2 separate regions of the Pan troglodytes genome follow, and region 2 is linked to region 1. Evidence: chromatin contacts called from public HiChIP or PLAC-seq data. All regions are on one chromosome and are shown on one strand. The core of a region is the stretch at or near the end of the contact, and the rest is flanking DNA. Distances in the headings are between cores, read along the strand shown.

Region 1 (7,219 bases), core at 1,586-4,085:
TATTTTAAATGTTTCAGTAGGTGAAAAGGAAGGCATCTCATCTGATTATTGGCATCTCTCATAACTGTTATCCAGTTTTAAGATTCTGCATTATTTCATATTTATTCAGTGATAGAGTACTGATCTCCTAGAAACATATAAAAATACCTTTCTTAATTCGATTAAAATACTACATCTTGAGTTAACTACATTAGAATTATAAAATAAGTTTTCAATCAACTATATAATGTGCAATCAGAAAAAAGAAAAGCTTATCAACAGTAAAATATTATCTTTCTTTAAAAATCCTATTAATTCCTGTCATCCTAAAAAAAAACACAAACTGAAAGCTTTATTTAGAGAAAAATGGTTAATAAATTCCATTTTAAATTTGTTGGGATATGTTTTACTACAACAAATACACATGGATCATTGATGATTCCATAGAAAAGGCAACAACACATAAAAATAAAATCGCCTGATTTGATGGTCAAATATCTTGAATTTAATATGAGAGAAAAAAATACATACTGTTTGTTAGTCCAAACTGCACCATGTTGTAAGCTCCCTGCTATTTTGCAGACCTTGGTGAAAGCGAAACATTTCACAGGGGTTCGAGCTGTGAGAAACATCCCGTCTAACCAACTGACCACGAGTTGGACAAAGGCCCAACTAAAGAGACATCCCTATCATATCTTGCTGGACAAAGGTCCAAGGAACACCCTGAACACCAGAACGACATCGCGCCGGAACAAGAGCCAGAACCGCCTCTTCATGGAAGCATCTTATTAATATCCCGCGGAGCAGCAAGCCATACTGCTCAGACCCCTTCTGCCCATACCTATAAATTGCTCCAGCCTGTAAGCGGCTGCGGGCTCCCGCATTAGGCTGGTCCTCCACTTCTATAGGTTTTATGCTGGACAGAGCCGCCCTCTTCGTGTGTGTGTGTGTGTGTGTGTGTGTGTGTGTGTGTGTGTGTGTGTTTCTTTAACCCTTCCCTTCAAAACCTAACACTGTTCAAAGAAGATTTAGTCCATCATTAAGTGTTTATTAAGAACGTACAAGTCAAGCCCGCTACTGGGCACCTAAGACATAAATAGGTCTGTGTTTCAGCAATGATATTGCAGAAATGAGGTTGGGTGGGTGAGGGGCTTGTTGGGGTTGTGTCTGCAGATAATAACTCCTCAAAACAAACACTTTGTTGCTGGCATCGCGGAAAAGCAATCAGGCATTGACAGGTAGAAAATAGCTTTTACAGCATGGGCGATGAGGAGCCCCAGAGCAGCATATAAAGCAAATCCTTCATTTCTCCCATACGTCTTAAGTAGTGAACCGCAAGGATGGTGCAGACTAAGATTGGGTCTACCTATAAGATCTGGAGGGGAAAACGGCAAGACCAGAAGAAACCGTCGCAGACTCATTTGCATAAGCACCCAAACACTGCTTACGTCACTGCGCCGGAGTCCGGACCCCGCCCCGTCTTACTCCAGCCTTTCCCAGCTAGCGAGGAGGATGGAAAGGGAAAGCGGGACGCTGGAGAGCGCGAGCCTGGGGGCTTTGCTTCCTAAAACGTACATCAAAAGCTGCTTCTCAGCTCAGGAAAAATAATTCCCGTTCCCGCAGCCTGTGCCACTGGGTGGGTCATGCCTGTTCCCGAACGCCTCGGGAGTCTTGATTCATTCTTATGTATCCGATTGGTGCGCTACGTTAGAGTGCAAGGTTTTCCCTGTACTCAATACCATCTTCTTCCCAGTCACACACAGACCAGCCTAGTGAAAGAAAGGTAGAAACGATCTGGGTTTCTAACTGCTTCCCATCTTCTTACAGTCCCAGCAGCACCACCCTCACCGCCACACTCTCAAATTCCAGGATGCGCAGAAACACAGGAGCCGTGATTTCTCCAGCAGCCACGTGCCTTTCGTACGGCGAAAGGCCCCCTTTCGGGCCATTTATCACAGGATACCTCAAGCAAAAGGGAACTGTGGTCACGTGAAAACACTCTGTCCTCGGTAGTCGCCTTCTGCCTTTGCTAAAGCGAACGGAAGCGAATGAGGAATAAAGCTCTCTGCTCTCCCCGCCCCATCGCCCACCTGCACGAGGTTTAGCTTCCAATTCACCTCGCGTCTCTCTCTGCCCCAACCCTCCCAACTTCCCTCTTGGACTTTCCCGTGTTGGACCCCACCCTTCAACCAACCCCGACTTGGCTTGGAAACGAGTAGGTCTCTGGGGATGCTGTGGGCAATTTCCACGACGGGAAGAAAGGATGGCGGCACGTTTCAACCCATGTGCTTCCCCTTACATGTGCAGCCTGTCGCCCCCCACCCTGATTGTACAGAGATGCAGAGTTAGAAGGTTGCCCGCCCAGCCCAGCTTCTCCCTCCCAGGGCTTTTGAGCTGCCCTCCCTCCTTCCACCACAGGACGCAGCGAGTCCTTCCCGGCATCCATCCATCAATTCGTTCCCGGTGCTGGTGCCCAGGCTCCTGGGTGGCTAATGGCGAGCCCCACCTCACCCCCAGTTGTGCCCTTAGCGTAGGCCCTTGCCATTACCGTCAGTGTGTCTTGACCAAGCGCCTCTTGCTGCTTCCACGTCCGGGCAGCAGCAGCAGCAGTCGCGAAAGGGTAGGGTCCAGGTGGCTGTGACGGAGGCCGAAGAGGAGCTGTTGGCAGAGAAGCAGCTTCTTGCCTAGGTTGGGACCCGGAGCTGGGTTTTGGGGGTCGCCGCCCTGCAGGCTGGCAAGGAGAGACTCGTGAGCGCCTGTGTGTCTGCCAGGGAAACAGCACGGGATACAGGCGCGCGGGTGCGGGTGCGCGTGTACATGCGTATGTGTGTGTGCGCGCGCGCGTGTGTGTATGTGTGAGGGTGTGACGGAGGCGCCCACGTGCTCGGCCCGCCCGTGTTACGGCCGCCTACCGGCTGCAGAGGAGAAGGGTAGGCTGTGGGCGGCGGCGGGGCGCGGAGGGGTAGCCAGGAGCGCAGGCTGGGCTCCGCACCTCCCTGCCCCAAAACCCAATGATGCAGCGGCCACTGCGGCTGCCGAGCGGCGTCTTCCCAGAGCCCGGGGCTGTGCCCGCCCGAGGCAGGATGCAACTGAGGAAGCCCGCTCCAAAGCAAAACAAAACAAATTCCTCCAGCCATCCCGTCTTTCTCCAACCCATTCAAGCGGAAGAATGGACACCAGTTACCCGCCGCTGACTTTTGTCTCAGTGAGAATAATAATAGGCATGGTGCTACCTGGCGCCATCTGAATATTCTCAAAGAGTCAGTAATGGGACTAGAAAAAATGGGTGACCCAAAGAACCCTTTTCCCTACCTATCCCCCCAAGCAGGCCATTTACATCTCTTGCGAAAGAAAAAGCCTCTGGGCATTGGCTCCTCCGTCAGGCGATGGCCTCATAGCGCTCAGTGATTCTCGCCAGGTTATGAAAGGCCGTTTTAGAAAGCTGGCCCTCACCCACCCTGTGTTGGTGCCTCAGCAGCAGACTTTTTTCCAAGGGGTCTCATTACAAGATGAAGCCTGACTTACCTCTGCTAACAATCGAGGCATGCTCGTAATTAAGCCACGTGGAGAATTCCTAAAATATACACCTCTGAACACAAAGCTTAGCCTCCTTTTGAAAATGGCTGAACCGTCCCCTAAACAGTGCATATGCTCTAAGGATGAAATTTTCCGTCCTTGAAACGTTCAAAATTTGAAAGAAATACAAAATGAACCTAGAACCTAGGTAGAAAGGTTCAGTAACTTAGCAAAGTACATTTTTCACTTGCAGATTATTAATATTACTCTTTAAAAATACTTTTGTGCACTTTTAGGCCTTTTAACAATCCCTTAGATTTTTACGGTTCGTATCCAATTAAGATTGAATTAAATTAAAAAGGCCATTGCAAACAGGTTTTTCATGCAGTGAAAAATCTCTTGGAAAGAAATCACAAGACCTAAATTTCAGGTCAGAACATTGCTACTAATCCTTAGCTTTTAAAACAGCCAAGAGAGCTTTTTCTCAGCCTCTCTTCCAATCCCAACTTTGAAAAATTAAAAGTTAAGAAATTAAATTAGATTTGATTCCCTGATACCCCTCCCCTGCCATGAGTAAATAAATGCTCTTTGATAGATGCACCGCGTGAAAAAATAAAAACAGTCAAAATAAACCTTTTATAGGACTTTTTTTGCTTTTTACTTCACATTTTGGTGACAGGCAAATATTTAATGTTGATATATAAAGAAACTGAAATACAGTACCAACATTATCAGTAACAACTGAGAAAATTTTAGGAAAATAAGGAGAGCTGTGTCCACCATGATCAGGATTAGGATTATCTGTGGGAAACAAAGTTATCCATATGCTGGCAGAAATCGTTTACGGTAGTACCAAGAAGTACGAAAATTATTTCTCTCCCACGCTTTTTCACTAGTGTCTGATACCTAATTCCAATACATATGCATAGGTCACAAAATATTTGTAGTGCGATGCCCTCCATAATGACTGATACTAATTTATGTCTCAATGCCAATGAAGAGAAGTAGGAGAAAGCAACTATTGTTTTAAGCTTCCCTCTAAGTACCTGGGGCTTAATAATATCTTATTTAATCCTCTCAACTAATTAATGAGGTGATTTTTCCTAATTTAGAGATTAGAGAGAGGTGATACTCAAAAAAAAATTGCAAAAAGTCAGAAAACTTGTTCAATGACAGAATGGAGAAATAAATTCAGATCTGCTGGCCTCAAACTTCATGTGCTTTTATACTATCCTGTAACCCTTTAACAAATTATATATTTTTAACAGGAGGAAAGGGTGGAATCTCAACACAAGTGGTAGGCATCTTTGAAAACAATAAATAGATGAAGAATGGAGAGACCTCAAAAGGAGAGTCTGGGAACCCTAGCCAAAGGTAAAATGTATTCATTTTTAAAATTTAACAACAATGAGTCTTCAAAGATTTAAAATTCAATTGCTAATATCTTTTAGGCTAATGATTACAGAGTTCTTTCTCTGTCACCATAGGGCAAAATGGCCAACATGGGATTGGTGTGGGAGGAAGAGGCAGCACACAGAAAGGAAAAAAACAGAACTTGGAAGAATTAACTACAAGTTAAGGGAGACTAGTGCTTCCAGCCACACTGTATTTAATAATATTAACAAGGATTGATTAATGTTAACTATGTGTCTTTGAAATGTACAGAATAATTTCTATATTTTATGAATATATACTTCTTAATTCTTACACCAAGCCTGTGATGTAGGTCTAGTTTTTACAAAACATTGCCAGAAAAGAAACTGAAGCTTCGATTGTCCAAGGTCATACCGTCAAAAGGCATCTGTTAGATATTGTAAAAATAAAAACCTGCCCTATCTAAATCACTTTCTGAAATTGATACCTACTTTTAATCAATTAATATTACACTTGCTATTTTTAAAATTTGATAAAAGATCACATGAAGGAAAAGAGTATTCTCTTTGACTAGAGGAGAGAAGGAATCTGACTCACCAAGCCTTTCTACCTTATTTCTTAAACCAAATCCTTTAGAATAACAATATTATGTAAAAACTTCCAAAGATGTAGCACTAGAGTTCAGAAAAATAATTCAGACATTTACTAAAAGATGATTTTAAAACTACAATACTAAAGAAAAACATTGAAATCAATTCACATCCTAAGATTACATTAATTCATTTGCTTATATTGCTATATGGGCAGTAGAGTATATTGTGAGGATTTTTTTTTTGCATTTTAATAAAACTTTTTATTCTAATGTCCTCCATGCCAAATGTCATTTGATATATGGTCTCCAAATTTTTATGAAAACAAAGTCTGCACAAGCCCAAAATATCCACTGAATATTCTGTTCTGTTCATACTACTGATAAGAACTGAGAGGTAGATGCAAGGAAAGTAGGTTCTCTGATTTCTCAATGGGTAGAGGATGGGTTAACTGAATTGGCAAATGTCAGAGTAATCAAATCAATTTTTTAAGTAATTGACTAAGATAGTAAAGCAATCAAGACAATGTAGGAAATGATTGAATTTTACTGTTTCTGCACTTTGAAGATAAAGCCTAAATGGCCCTGGCGAGTAAAAATACCAACACAAGCTGTCATTTTTTTGACAGAGAAATGCATCCCCTACCTCTGTAAACTGATTATAACCACTAAGTTTTTAAGTTGCCCTTTTATTATAATATAATAGCAAACTATGTCTCTAAAACATTTTATGTGTGTCAGGTACTATGCTCAGCATTAGTCTATATAGCTACTTAAATGTCCGAAACCAAAATATTTAGTGGTATTTGTTTTGTATAAAGTATATGAGGTGCCTTTTATTTGCTGCACAATCTCATTGATATATACAGATTCTATAGGCTCCATGATTTTTATACGTACTTCTAAAATATAATTTGAATACAAAAGTGATACTTGCTCATTGAATACATTTCAATCTATGAACTTGTACATGGTGAAAAGTTAAGACCCCTGTGTTTATGTTCGCCTGACTTTGAGGAGGGTCCCAGGAAAGAGGGTAGAGTTAGATTTTAAATAGAGTGGTCAGGGTAGGTCTCATTGAGATTTTACTGGTGCAAGGACACAAAGGATTTGCAGGAGTTAGCCTTGTAGATATAAGGAGATAGGAGTAAGTTCCAGGGAGAGGTCAGTGAAAAGGGTCTTTTCAGTCAGTTTAAAAAGATTGTAGGATCAGTGAATAGACCCTAAAAAAAGAATTTAACTGGTATGTTTGAGGAAGAGAAAGAAGACCCAGATATTGCAAATATGTCTTACTCCGTAGAGACAAGCTTATAGTTTTTACAATTTAATTTATTTTATAAAATTCATATTCATAGATTTTCTGTTATTGAACCATGCTTGCATCCCTGGAATAAATCCTACTTGATTATGAGATAATATTCTTCTTTATATAAATTGATGGACCCAATTTTTTCATATTTTTATAGAGTTTTTCATCTATATACATAAATGTATTTGATAAGTGATTTATATTCTCCTTATAAGGTTATTCTAGCACTGTAAAATGAGATCCAAAGCTTACACTTGTAGTCTCTCAAATACCCTTTTATGATATAGACATTGTTTCTTACTCACCTGAGAAATCAAGGAAAGTAGGAAAGTGGTAAGATACAGATTTTTTATTTATGCTTTTTTTTTTTTTCTTTTGAGACAGGGCCTGGCTCTGTCATCCAGACTGGAATGCAGTGTTGGAGTCACAGCTCACTGCAGCCTCAACTTCTC
Region 2 (7,219 bases), core at 1,495-3,994, 120 kb after region 1:
ATAACCAAAGAATCAAAGATGGAATGTAGTCTGTAGAAATGATGTAATTAAACTTTGAACATTATCTCATATTCTACATTGTCTCATTTAAATTGATTCCCTTTATCATCGATATTTTGCAAATGCTATTATCCCCAATATCATCAATGAGGAGAGAAAGACTCAGCAAGGCAAAATTACTTGCCAAAGGTCACTTAGTTAATAAATGGCAGAGATGAGATTTAACTCCATAGATATAAACCACCCTCTCAATAACTTTCCCTAGCGCCAGTGTCATCATCTGTAAATGCAGATTGTAATAGTACACGCCTCAAAGAGATGTTGTGAAAATTAGATGAGATTATGTTTGTAAAGCTCTTAGCCCAGTGCCTGGCTAGATGTTAGTTATCTCGTTATATCATAAGGCTAGAATCTCGTTATATCATATCTCAGTATAGAAATATTAAGATTATACAAGAGTCATGCATGTGAGAATGGGGAATGGGATGGAAACTGTGGGAAAGTCATAAATTCTCATTTTTCTGTGAAGTGGTTGGTCATGACAGCAGCTTGGAGGGAGCACAAAGAGAGTTAGAGAATCTGAAGGCTTGAGACACACTTTAAGTGGAACAAGAGAATGAGAGGCCTAAGAATACAATATGTGGTACTATGAGCTACATAGTAAATTACTTTTACTCAATAATTACCGTGCCTCAAGAAAATGAAACAAAGAAATACCTGCTATGAAACTATTTTGAACACAACAATGATATTATGGGATATTTAAATTATATCACTGCCATATGAAGAATAAAGCAGTTGTTGAAAAATGCTCTTAAACTAAAATGATTTCACTACAACACATTTTCAAAGGAATATTAGTCTTGTCAGATAACAAAGAACAAACAGTTATCTCTCATTCTTTCATTCTCTCAATAAATATTTATTATGTACTCTCTAAAGGAAATATGCATTGTTAAGCCAATATGCTATAAATCAACCACACCTACAAATTGTTTTTAAAATTTAAATGAAATGAAGTTAACATGTTCAAAAGAAACAAAAGTCTACTCAGTCATAGGCAAACCAACATACTCAATCTGAAGTTACCGTTTCTAGGAATAATGCAATTAAAATGGACTTCTGCTAAATACTACATGGTTGATAAACAACAGTGTCAAGTTAAATTTACTTATAATCTACAAATGTATTAGATAACTGCTGCCTTTTATTTTTGATTAGTAATATTCTAGCGAAATTATGACTAATTGATAAAGTTGTCCTTTCTTCCAAAGTAAAAAATCGCATGACAATATAGGAGATCTATCACCATGAATTAATTTATCTTCAGAAAATCTTTCAGTGTTTTTCTTTTTTGCTGTCAATATTTGACAAAGTAAGCTTTGAGAAGGAAAGGAACTAAGGCATTATTTCCAAAATTATTTGATTATGAAAACTAGTTATTCAAAATTAATTTTGAAATTATTAAAGGATTTATAAATTTTAGAAGTCTGGATAGTTTCACAATCAAAAATAAAACTAATCTTAAGATTCTTACATGTGAACTTCAACACAATATGAAAGTCTATTTTAAATGAAGAGTTTGAGGTTCGAACACAGTAGCTCATACCTATAATCCCAGTGCTTTGGGAGGCCAAGGCGGGAGGATTACTTGAGTACAAGAGTTGGAGGCTACAGTGAGCAATAATTGTACCACTGCACTCCAGCCTGGGCAACAGAGGGAGACCCTGTCTCTAAAAAAACAATAAAAAATAGATAATTTCAATAGTCTATAAATCAGCAATAAAACCAAACTTAAAAAAAAGAACAAATTCCATTTGAGCATGGACTTTGATAATGAAAATACTCTGAATTTAATTAGACCTGAAACCAAGTGTAGTTTATTTTTTAAAATCATCTTTCCTGAAAAGGAAACTAACATGTGTGCTTTTAATATGAGAAATCTATTAACGTCTCACTTTATATTATTAGTTCTTATGTTGATGCAATTCAAGTTTATTGTTACCAGGAAATGTAGTCTATTTTTTTTTCCAGAGGCTCAATGAAATATTTGCTTTTAGCTTATTTTATAGCAGATACCTTTTACAATTATGGCTACTTCCTTTTAGAATTTAATGCCTTATTTGCAAACTTTAAAAGAAAATTAAAGTAAAAAATGTTATTAATTAAAATATTATTTTGTACCCTATGTATTTGCTCCACAAAAAACTTAATAAATTAAGTTAAAATTAAATAGCATGACATAAACTTAGAAATTAAGGTTTTATATTGAAATACTGTGTGACAATATTTTTACAGTAAAATAACTCCAGAAAATAATTTTTCAAATTTCTCACCCACATCCCTTCAGTTAGAGGTTTTTGATGGGCATTGATTGATGATTTTTTTCTTTTTTCTTTTCTTTTCTTTTTTAAAAAACTGTTGTCATGGAAGGCAAACAACTTATTGACTTCTCTTCCATACTTCTAGGTCCCACAAATCACTGTTCAGGATTAAGGGTTTGTGGAATGAACACCTTATACATGGTCAAATCACCAGATGGAAATATAAATATATGTAGCTCAGAAACAATTTAAACAATTTAAAAGTGAGATTACATCTACTTGGGTAATTATAACAAAATTTCATTTTATTAAGTATTTTCCAAAGTTACTTAAATATTAAAATCTACCTGTAAAAAACCGTAAGCTCCTCATCCAGTCCCTGAAATGCTGCGTTCGTTTCAATTTAGAATCGAGATTGTTTGTCCTTCTAGAGCACCTGTAGGGAAAAACCGGTCTCTCTTCCTTGTGATTGGCCGTTGCCATGGATACGCTTTGTGTAGCGGCTATGGGCGCTGTCTTACAACAAAGCCAAGGAATCTCGCTGCTGAGGGGTGAGCCGGGGCCTTAAGGCTGGGATTCCTGTTGAGGGAGGTGAACAGCTGTGGGAGCTCAGGCCGAGCCGGGACTCTCTCTGCCTGGCCAGACTTCCAGGAAAGGGAGAGACCGCGGGTCGGGGGATGGCTGTGCGACTCTGCGAAGCTCGAGGCTCCCTTCCACCCTGGAGATTTCGAGAACTCATTCAACACTTAACGAGATGTCTTGGCTATGTAGGGATCATTCGATGGTTACTCACTCACCGCTCCCCACAAACCAATTGACATTATTTTCCTTCCTTCCTTCCCTTCTTGTCGCCCTCCTTTGCACCCTTTCCTTTTCTGTCTCTGTTTCTTTTTTTTTTTTTTTTTGGTAATATATAATTTATATGAACCTTATAAAGTAGATTTCTCTCCCCTTTCTTTACAGGGGTTGAAGGGGGAGTTCCTTAAGCTTTTCTACTTTTGACAGCTTTAGTGAACTCCAAGTGATTCGTTATCAACTTAGAGGACTTTAATGTAGCCCATTTACAGTGAGACCCATCCGTGACTGCACGTCATATACAGTAACCACTAACTGCAGGTGGCTACTGAGGACTTGAAATGCAGCTAATCCTAACTGAGATGTGCTGCAGGTGTAAAACACACAACAGATTTCTAAGAATTACTGTCCAAAGAAAGAATATAAACTCTTTGCAATGATATTAATAATTAATTTTGTTATTACACGTTGAAATATTTTGGATATATTGGGTTAAATAAAATATATTATAAAAATTAATTGCACTTGATTCTCTTTTGTTTTTAAAACGTTGCTAATAGAAAATTTAAACTTGCGTAAGTGCTCAAATATGTAATTGGACAGGGGTGATCTAATGAGCCAGTAGATGAACAGAGAAAGTCATGTAAAGGAAATGACACTTACCTCCACCATACTCTCCTGCCTCTCTTTCTATATAAAGTTTAGTATACCCGTGCATTTTGCTTTGTAGGCATAAAAAAAAAATCTAGCTTTCCTTCTAATAAAGCTTTTTACATGCACTTTGAGTTCCATTACAGGATAATATTTTGCCCTGGTTCTGTCTGGAGTTCCATTTCACTTTGTTTTTCTTTTCTTTTCTTTCTTTTCCTTTTTTTTATTTTATTTTTGAGTGAGTGAGTGAGGGTGGAAGTTATGGGTAGAACTGATTTTGAGATGATTGAGTAGAGTGAAAGGAGGAATTAACAAAAGGGAAAGAGGATGGAAAGAAGGAATGAAGAAAAGAACAAGAAGACAGGTGGAAAGGTCAGGCCCTTGAGTAAAGAAAGAAAAGTTTAAACTAGTGTCATGAAAAATAAAGTGATAGCTGACTAGTACATTTTCAAACCTTTTTTGGGACTAAGACCAACAGTGAAAAATAAAAAACAGAACATTAACAACAACACATATTACATTGCAACTCATGCATACATACCTACATTTATATGTATTAATAACTGAAACAAAAATTTTATAAACAATTCTGATCTTTATTATATATAGTACAATTATATAAACATATAAATCAATAAGAGTATTAGCGTACAATTACAGTTGATCATTTTGTAGTCAAAGTTTAAAAAGAATGAAGAGATAAAACAATGTTTGGTGTAACCATAATAAGGTGTGATAAAAGTTTGTTAAATTAAAACATGTTTAAATAAATATGTTGGATTGGTATGACAAATTAGAGAACACATAATTTTTAGTGACATATTAGCCTCTTCATTTTTAAAAGCAGTTCTGTGCTTTATTATGAAGAATAATGGACGATGATGATGCAAAGCTCAAAGCAGAAATAGAAGCTGAATTGGATAAACTCAGCATTTCCTCCTTGGAAAAAGAAGACATTGAGAGTGATGCAAAATCAGAAACCCAGAGTGATGACAGTGATACAGTGAGTATTGCACTTTTGAGCCTTTTAGCAGGAGTAGGCTTTTCAGGAGAAATATTACGTTTCTCAGGATGTTTTTATGTACTTCTCATTTTTAGCAGCATTGTTATAAACAATTTATATAAATATAAATTATATTGAATATATATAGTCACCTATACATCTTCGTAAAATTGTGATTATCATTATATATATTTATATCCTGATTTTTGTTTTTACTTGTGAACATTTTAGCATGATTAAATTACATGGGAAGAAAAATGTATATGAAATCTTTTGACATATCAAAATGGTTACTTTTGGAAATAAAACAAATTATCCTTTTATTTGTGTATATTTACCAATGTTTATATGCTTCAGAGTTTATTCATAGATTTATTCATTTATACCAATATCCTTAATCCAACTGGAATTTATTTTCAGGAATGTTATGAAATGTAGAACTAATTTGAAAATCTCCTGCACATATTGAGCTAATATTTCCAGTGTCTCTTGTTTAATAATCTAATTTTTCTCAATTGATTTATCATATGTCTTACTGATAGTTATTGTACATATGATCTATCCGAGGCTGTCTGTTCTTTTCCATTACTTTATTCATTATTTTCCTGCTGTTGTATATTTGTAAATATTGAGTGGACCAAATTCTTCACATCTTTTTATCATTTGAAAATCTTAACTAAGCTTTTTTTGAAAAAGAAAATTTTTTAAAGATTTGAGAACTTTGTTATTTTATTAGGATTGCACTAAACCTACCTATTGCATTTAGAAAAATTAACATTGTTACATTATTATGTCTTTTATCCAGAGCTCATTTAAATGAGACAAAAAAATCTGAAATTCTTTATTTGAGTATGAAATCCAACAGAATAATGGATTGTTTTATATTTTATTATACCTTTTTATATAAAGGAAGAAGAAAATTTTAAAGCCCTTCTGTTTCAATTAAGATACCTCACTATTATTTATATCACTTAGAATCAATGTAAGTATTATTACCAGGGGAAAAAATTATTAACTAAGGATTTACAGATTATGAACTATATTTCCCAAGGCATAACAACAATCTCTACAATCCAGGTAGCTTAGAATTCTATTTCTTAGTTAAACAAGAAATAGAAATCTCAATGCAGGACAGATGTCAGAAAAGTAGAATTGATATTTTTGTCACTATTTTTAATACACTACTTTATCAGGACTCATTTTATGACATATAATTTTACATGCTTTTCTGTAGTACTAAAAGAAAGGTAATATTTTCTCATTATCTTCTAATGTTCATTCTCAAAACTAAACACTGAATTCCATTAGTTAGGATAGAGAAAATAAAGCTGGCTGTAAATCCTAAATTCAACACATGAAAACCCAGTATGGCAGACAATATTTGTTTTTAGTTAAATAAAAGCAGGTGCATATCATGTTCTTCTATATAGAAACATTTATATTGTTTCATCGATGCCATGCTTGAGGTCCCTCAGTGAAGTGTTGTCATCATGTAGATATATGTAACTTCAAGATTATTATTAAAGTTGTTCCTGGATGCTTCAAGTATTTTGTTGTTATGAATATTATTTATTTGCATTATATTTTCTAACTAGTTACGGTGTTTATGGAGGAAGGAATTTTATTTTTGCATTTTGCATATCAATATATTTAGCTATTTAGAAAATTTACAAATCGATTTACATAGGCTATATTGGTAGATATTTTATAATAGCTTACAAATGTGACTAAATTTGTGTATGATAATCACAAAGCCAGTTTTGAATGTAATAAATAATTATATCAGGTATTAGTTTGATATTAAATATTTTGAAAAAATAATCCTGCAGTTTTGATTAATATTTGATAATATTTATTTGAAGTTGGAATTAATCTAAAAATATATACAACTATTGAGGGCATTCAAAAATAAACAGCCTGTAATAAAGTTAACGAAAGTGATGTGTAGGTAACTCTTTTTGTTTGTTTTCTTAGAGTTTTCTAGGAATGCACAACCACCTGAAAATTAAAAGTAAACTCTAGCCAAATATATTTGTCTGAACTATGCTGTTTATATGGAATCTTTTTACTTCATTTACATGTTTTGGTCACATTTTTGCTGTGGAATGAAGGGTCCAAAATTTGACACATAATTTTGATAATAAACACTTTCACAGTTTCTTGTATTATTCAAATTTTTAGGATTCAGTTGAATTACCAGAATCAGTTCTTCACTGTATTAACATCATAAAGAACAGGAGTAAAGCTGTTGAAGAGCTCATTCTTCAGGACCTGGAAGATACTGATATTTTAAGTAAGTACTATTTTCATCTGTCTGGCAGATAAGCTTTCTGTAAGTATGAACAAATTATAATTTAGTAAACTAAATTGCTTAAAGTTCTTATCTCTTACTGTGCACATGTGTATACATTTAGTGTATTTCTAATATATCTACAGTATATTGGAC

Evidence for each region. HiChIP or PLAC-seq counts read pairs in DNA pulled down with a chosen protein or histone mark.
Region 2: a contact with region 1 is called in an H3K4me3 HiChIP or PLAC-seq map of stem cell-derived excitatory neurons, with 2.7 times the contacts expected there. The contact joins the promoter of TSPAN19 here to the promoter of SLC6A15 in region 1. A contact is called at or near these places in 1 of 7 Hi-C or Micro-C datasets (stem cell-derived neural progenitor cells) and 1 of 1 datasets of contacts at active chromatin or transcription factors (stem cell-derived excitatory neurons).

Annotation. Positions count from the first base shown.
Region 1 is chr10:91,723,018-91,730,236 of NHGRI_mPanTro3-v2.0_pri, forward strand. SLC6A15 (solute carrier family 6 member 15) reads right to left here and starts at 2,836. Exons shown (of 12, transcript XM_016923927.3): 1 at 2,528-2,836. LOC107967592 (a long non-coding RNA gene) reads left to right here and starts at 2,860. Exons shown (of 6, transcript XR_010148093.1): 1 at 2,860-2,909; 2 at 4,764-4,869; 3 at 7,152-7,219.
Region 2 is chr10:91,846,023-91,853,241 of NHGRI_mPanTro3-v2.0_pri, forward strand. It overlaps TSPAN19 (tetraspanin 19), which reads right to left and starts at 2,745. Exons shown (of 9, transcript XM_016923933.3): 1 at 2,672-2,745. LRRIQ1 (leucine rich repeats and IQ motif containing 1) reads left to right here and starts at 2,770. Exons shown (of 25, transcript XM_016923931.4): 1 at 2,770-2,875; 2 at 4,638-4,773; 3 at 6,955-7,066. The coding sequence starts at 4,642.